Regions from separate parts of the Rattus norvegicus genome. Here region 1 is linked to region 2. The links are chromatin contacts, called in public Hi-C maps. All regions are on one chromosome and are shown on one strand. Each heading gives the region's core, a stretch centred on a gene start, on an enhancer-like site or on the middle of the called end of the contact. The rest is flanking DNA. Distances are from core to core; before and after follow the strand shown.

Region 1 (2,862 bases), core at 179-2,678, 110 kb before region 2:
CTCAGCCCCTGAGCATAATTCAATAGCACAGTAATGAGTGGAAGTTGCGTATATTTGTGAAATAATAAACAAGGAGATATTTATAGGCCCTCTACAAACTAAAAAAGAAGTAAAATTTAGCCACCTTTGTCCTTAAAGTAATCTAACTTACAAGGTTATAGTTAAACATTTTTTCATGGTGCTAATCAAAAAAATTCACGTTGCAAGAGATGAGGTTCTTAAAATGAGAATGTACCTCACACTGACAGACAAGGAAAATAAGCCTAAGGCCAGCATCCCCAGATTGCTACAGCCCATCCTCCCAATCGGGTACCTTCCAAACAGGAGCAAAAGGAAGCCAGCATTAGTTAGGAAGGATGGTTCTGAGGTGAAGTAGCAGGGAGAAGGTGAGAGGATCGGACAGACTTGCTTATGCAGAGAGGTCTCAAGACAGCTGTGCTTTGTCACACACCATTCCAACACCTGAAACTTTGAAATGAATTGTCTAGCTGCACAAGCCAGAGTGCAGAGCTGTGGAGGGGAGCATGGCTGACAGGCAGGTGTGCTCCAAGCTCTCTGCTTCCCTGTGCACTTGTTGCACCATAAAACTCTGATGTTAAAAAAGTTCCACACCTGCCTTCCTCACTTTGTCCTAATTGGAATGTCGGCAAAGTACAAGACTTCAAACCAGCAGTCTCGGCACTGCTGGGAACTTGTTGAAAATGCTAATTGATGCTTTCAAATATTCTACCTTATTTATACTTCTGTCTACACGGGCCTGTGGATTAGTAGTATTAATCTCCCCTGTGGCAGCCTTTTAAATATTTTTTTTTCTATTTTTCGGAGCTGGGGACCGAACCTAGGGCCTTGCGCTTGCTAGGCAAGCGCTCCACCACTGAGCTAAATCCCCAACCCCCTTTTTAATATTTTAAGACAAAAACTTAATTTTACTTTCGTTACTATGTCCTAACTATTAATTGTAATTATGTTATTTTTATAATTTATTTATTTAGCATGTAACTGTCACTTTGGAATGTAGCCTTTCTAAGATAGAGACTATAATTCTGTTAATCATAAATTACTCTTAGCACTCAGCTCTTATATATGCTAAATAAATACTTGTTGGGTAAAAGGGAAAAATGCTAATACCCGTGTCTTCCCCCACAAAACCTACTGAGCCAAATTCTGGAAGCAGGGCCCCTCAGTTGTACAGTAAGCCATTTGCATGGTCCTGCAGTAGTCAGTTGTGAGAGGCACTGCAGAGCTGACAGAGGTGGACATTCACCCTCAGGCGCCTACAATTTGACAACACTTGAACATTTCCCCTTGCCTCTGTAAGCCTTACCACCACTGTAACTGGCTGAGGTTCTTTCAGACCAGTCTAAGAAGTGGGTATGAAGGTAGAAGGATACATTTAGTGTCAGTAAGGAAAGTATTGCTTAGAACAGCAGGACCTGGGTGACACAGGTCTCTGGGAATGTGGCCCCATCGTCTAAAGCAGTGAGTGGTTCTCAACCCCTTTCTCGCCTGAAACCATCAGAAAACACATATTTACATTATGATTCATAACAGTAGCGAAATAAGTTATGAAGTAGCAATGAAAATAATTTTATGGTTGGGGTCACCACAACATGAGGAACTGGATTAGAGGCCACAGCACCAGGAAGGCTAAGAACCGCAGCTTAAACAAAGATGAGCTCTAACCACCATACTTCCACACAGTGCCTTTGAATTGGGGTTTAGCCTCGAGACACCCTGAGAAGCCAGTGAGGCCATATTAGACTAATGTATGTACACCTCTGTACCTCAGTCCCTAAGCTCACTTCTACGGCAGTAGACTTTTTAAGAATTATTAATACTTTTTTATTAATACAAGTCATAATAAACTGACAAAAAAATTTTAGAGGTAAAAATAAAAACATGGCGACAGTTCCATCGTCTAAGAAGTGCTGTCTGAGGTGTGGCCTCCAGATTCTCTGTACACTTACAGATTTTTTTTAATGGGGATCAAATTATACATGCTGTTTTGTAACTTTTTCACTCAACAGTGCCATGCCTATCTTACTGTGTCATATGTATTTCTACATCTTTTTTAATGGATGCATGATATTTCTTCATATGTGCCACATTTTGTTAAACTACTGTTGAATTTTTAGGTTTCCAGTTTTTCACTAATAAACTGCTTTGAAGAACACTGTGCAGCTAGCTCTTTGTGTCCCTATTTCCTTATGTGCTAGAAGCCTTGTATGTGCTTAGGCTCACAAGTAAACCCTCCCTTCCCTCCACTTCCCTCCACCTGCTCGTGGGGATGCTGCTCCATCCGTCTCAGTCCTTCCCTATGGCCCCTGGCACTGAAGCTGAGGAACGGGCAAAGCTGAGCACTACTGGCCTCCGTGTTTTACAGAAGTGGGTGTGGAAGGTGCCTTTAATGACTGTTGGTGGAAATCGAGATGTTTGTCATCGTCACTCAGAATCTTTCCTCCGTTACCTAGTAACACTCTGTCTAGCTGATGAAAGAGCAATAGAGGAGCTGGTGAAATGTCTGTGCAAGCCTGAGGACCTGAGTTTGAATCCCCAGCATCACTCAGAGCCAACCATGGCAGCAATCATCTGGAATCCCAGTGTCTTTGCAGAGACATGGAAGATGGAGACAGACTTCCCCAAAACCTAGCTCGCCTGCCAACCTGCCGTGTGCAGCAACTAAGACCAAAGTAGGAGCCCTGTCCTGAGCCGAAGTGTCAAGTCCGCAGAGCTCCACCCAGCCGTTGTGACACACCTCCTTCATACTCTCCCGTACAAGAACACGCACTAATGAGAGCCCCCTGCCTTAGCAATCTCATAGTGACAGAACCTTCGCCCGCACACTACTTACTGAGGCCTGAC
Region 2 (3,156 bases), core at 333-2,832:
GAGGACCTGGCTTTCTATTTTTAGCCTCGGTCGCCCCAGAGAGGTGTGTGGTTTCCACGACGAGGTCTTAAGAGGCCTTTGCTCTTTTGGAGTATTGTCCTGAGATTGCTGAGAAAAATAAGTCAGTCTGGTCTGTTGGGAGATGAGAGGCTGGAAGCAGAACTAAGTGGTCTCAGTTAATGGCACGGATTAGGAATCACAGTAGCGTTGGGTTCTTAAATTAACCAACTAGCTCATACAGTGCATACATGAGAGAACTGCTTCCCCAACCTAAAGGACCGTTTTAAACTGTTTAAAACTTTGATGGGGGGTGGGGAGTTACAAAGCCACTCTCTTGAAATTTAGAAGGTAGAAGGTAGTTTGAGAACATCACTCCTTTGTAACATTTAGTAGTGGTAACAAATTCAAGTGACTACGATGGGAAGAGAAAGCAAACGACTCACTTATCTCTCCGGTATAGAAAGTTTAGGAAGAGAAACCAAACGACTCACGGTTCTCTCCAGTATGGAAAGTTTAAAGGGATGCCCCCTAAATGTTACCTAAAGGTACCAGATGTCTCAAAACGATATCGTATTACAACGTGAGACGCTAAGAATCCACCTTTCGGACAAAGTAATAAGAGCAGAGACAACATTTGCAAAGTACTGGATCTATGAAAAACAAAGTATTTAGAGAGCCACGGTATAATCGTAACTTTCCAAAATCTTGGGACAAACCACTTAAATACCCTTAGTACAAGACATGTAAAATATGGGAGAAAAACTTCCACAGAGGAGTTTACCAAAATACAGTCGTTTCATAAGTAGCTAAGTAAGTCAAAACTAGGTTTTCTCCTCTCAGAGATCCAGAACCTATGCATTCTGGCTAACGAGGAAAAGCGCTTGCCTGAACCAAAACCAAGATAATGTCCCTTTAAGGTTTCGGAGACTTGTAAGCAGTGGTAGTTCTCATTTACTTGTGTCTCATTAAAAGAAAAGCCCCTCTTCCTAAGCATTACTGACTTTATGTACCCACTGCGTTCTTACAAAAATCGATTTTAGCTGCCTGAAGTGAGGAGACCATCGCCTCTAGAGCTCCGGCTGGAAATCTGCCACGTTTCACTCCGGATGGAAGCGGCGATAAAGACAGCCCTGTTCCACCGGCGGTTCCCATGCGTGGCCGCGGGTTTGCCCTTCCACATCCTCGCCCTCCGACAGGCCTTGAGGCAGCCACAGAGGCGGTCCACACTCACCGCTTGAAACGCAGTCGCCAGCAGTAAGCGAAGCCCCAGCGCGGGCCGGAGCCACCCGCCCTGCCCTGCCGCCATCCTTGCGGTCTGCCGTCAATCTTTAGGAGTCTGAGGACCCTTGTGCCGGGGACGTCCACTGCACTGCCTGATGCGAAGCCCGCCGCAAAAGGCCACTGCTACAAGCCTATTACTCCACAAAGACGAGTGTTAGTTAGTCGACTACAGAAGCCTGAAAGTGATCGGCTATTAAACAGCCCTCAGGTTCTTTTAGGGATTCAAATCAGGCGCTTTCCTAGACTCCCTACACCGGGGCTTCTAATTCACGACATTACAGCGGCTATCCACGAAGTCCCAGCTCGTTCATTACTAGCCCCGCCTCCCCCGAATTTACCCAATCGAAAAACGCCTTGCTTGAGGCCTGTGGCAAGGAACCCAACCGTAAATCGAACCGAAAGGGCGATAAGCGGCCGTTCTTCGGACCAATGAACGCCACTGTACGGAAGGACGGGGGTGGAGCCTCTGGTTGCCGGGCAGCGTGCGTCAAGGCGTGCGCATGGTGGCCGAGGGGGAGGGGAGGGGGCGGGCCGAGGGCGGCGCAGCCGCAGCCGCAGCGCCGCTGGAGGAGCGCGCGGCCGCGAGCGACCGAGGGAGGGAAGGGAGGAAGAGAGGGAAGAGGGCGTGCGGCCGCGGGGTCCCGAAGCCAGGCGGCAGCGGCAGGAGGGCGCCAGGGCCGTCGAGTGGGCCGGGGAGAAGCGTGCACCGGGCGGCCGGCGCTGGCTCCCGCGGGCGGGAGACCGGAGAGGAGGAGGAGGGGGTCGCTGCGGCGCGGCAGCCCGCGCAGCTCCGGGGTCGGGGTCTCCTCCCGGCGCTTCCGTCGCCCTCGGGGCCCCCGCTCCCCGCCCCCCGCGGTATGTCTTGATCGCGAGCGGCGGGTTTCATGGGGCTCCTCAGGATTATGATGCCGCCCAAGTTGCAGCTGCTGGCGGTGGTGGCCTTCGCGGTGGCGATGCTCTTCTTGGAGAACCAGATCCAGAAGCTGGAGGAGTCCCGGGCGAAGCTAGGTGAGGCAGCCGAGCTGTGCGCCGGGGCCGGGCTGGCGGGTAGGCATTGCCGGGTATAGCCAAGTGGGCTTCCGCAGGGGGCATCGAAGAGTCCCGAGAGCTGGGACCCAGGCACGTCGAGCTCCCGCCACCGGGGAGGGATGCTGGGCCGGGGCGCTGGACGCCCGAGGTCCCTGGCCGGAGGGCTGCCCCGTTGGCCCTCCACGGAGAGAGGGGACCCGAGTCTGCATGGAGCTGGTGCAGCTTGAGGGCACGAACGCTCACTCTCTCATCTCTTCCGAATGGTTCTGGAAAGCCCCAGTCATGTGCGGCGATGGGGACTGGAATTTGAATTAGGGCCACCTGGGCACAGAATCCTTTGGGGATGGTGGTCGTGGGGAGATTCATCGAGGGGAGACAGGTAGAAATGGAAGAGTCCGGGAATGATGGGGAGTGAAAGCAGCTTACTGTAGTGAGTGGCAGGCATGCCTGAGCCTAGGGCGATAAGGGACCTTAGAACTGACAGCTTAGGTAGGCTGGCAGTGTGGCACAGCGGAGCAGATGAAAAGCTCTGATGGTACGGAACGTAACGTCTGGGGAACCGAAGTTCTCTATGAGTGGCGCTGAACTGGTTGATTTGGGCTTGAGAGTAGGGTCATAAGTGTAGGCTGATTGCGTGGACAAGAGAGGGACGTCGAGGGTTCGGAATTACAGGGTTTACTGTGTGAAAGGAAAAGAGTGGCAAGAGCGAGCCATGTGGGTTTCTTTCTGTGTTGGAATGGGAAAGGATTCCTGAAACACAAAATTACAGTGCGAGCTTGTGCAACAGCAGTCGAAAGCGCGGATAGTCGGTGCTTCCGGATAGTGGAGAACTTTGGTATTTGGAAG

Evidence for each region. Hi-C and Micro-C count contacts between places; a contact is called where the count stands out from the background.
Region 1: a contact with region 2 is called in a Hi-C map of the A7r5 cell line, with 1.9 times the contacts expected there. The contact joins the enhancer-like site here to the promoter of Selenof in region 2. A contact is called at or near these places in 2 of 12 Hi-C or Micro-C datasets (the A7r5 cell line and Schwann cells).

Annotation. Positions count from the first base shown.
Region 1 is chr2:236,412,512-236,415,373 of GRCr8, reverse strand. It overlaps a transcript of Sh3glb1 not described here. Among named protein-coding and RNA genes, the nearest start is that of Sh3glb1, 31 kb to the left of the region's middle. Within about 2 kb of position 1,428, at least 1 of the 93 cell types and tissues checked has an H3K27ac peak or open chromatin away from gene starts, as enhancers often do. A contact at or near this core is called in the A7r5 cell line, where this site is marked.
Region 2 is chr2:236,300,865-236,304,020 of GRCr8, reverse strand. It overlaps Selenof (selenoprotein F), which reads right to left and starts at 1,582. Exons shown (of 5, transcript NM_133297.2): 1 at 1,232-1,582. The coding sequence starts at 1,306. It overlaps Hs2st1 (heparan sulfate 2-O-sulfotransferase 1), which reads left to right and starts at 1,888. Exons shown (of 7, transcript NM_001100518.1): 1 at 1,888-2,289. The coding sequence starts at 2,166. It overlaps LOC120100962 (a long non-coding RNA gene), which reads right to left and starts at 1,225. Exons shown (of 2, transcript XR_005501383.2): 1 at 1-1,225.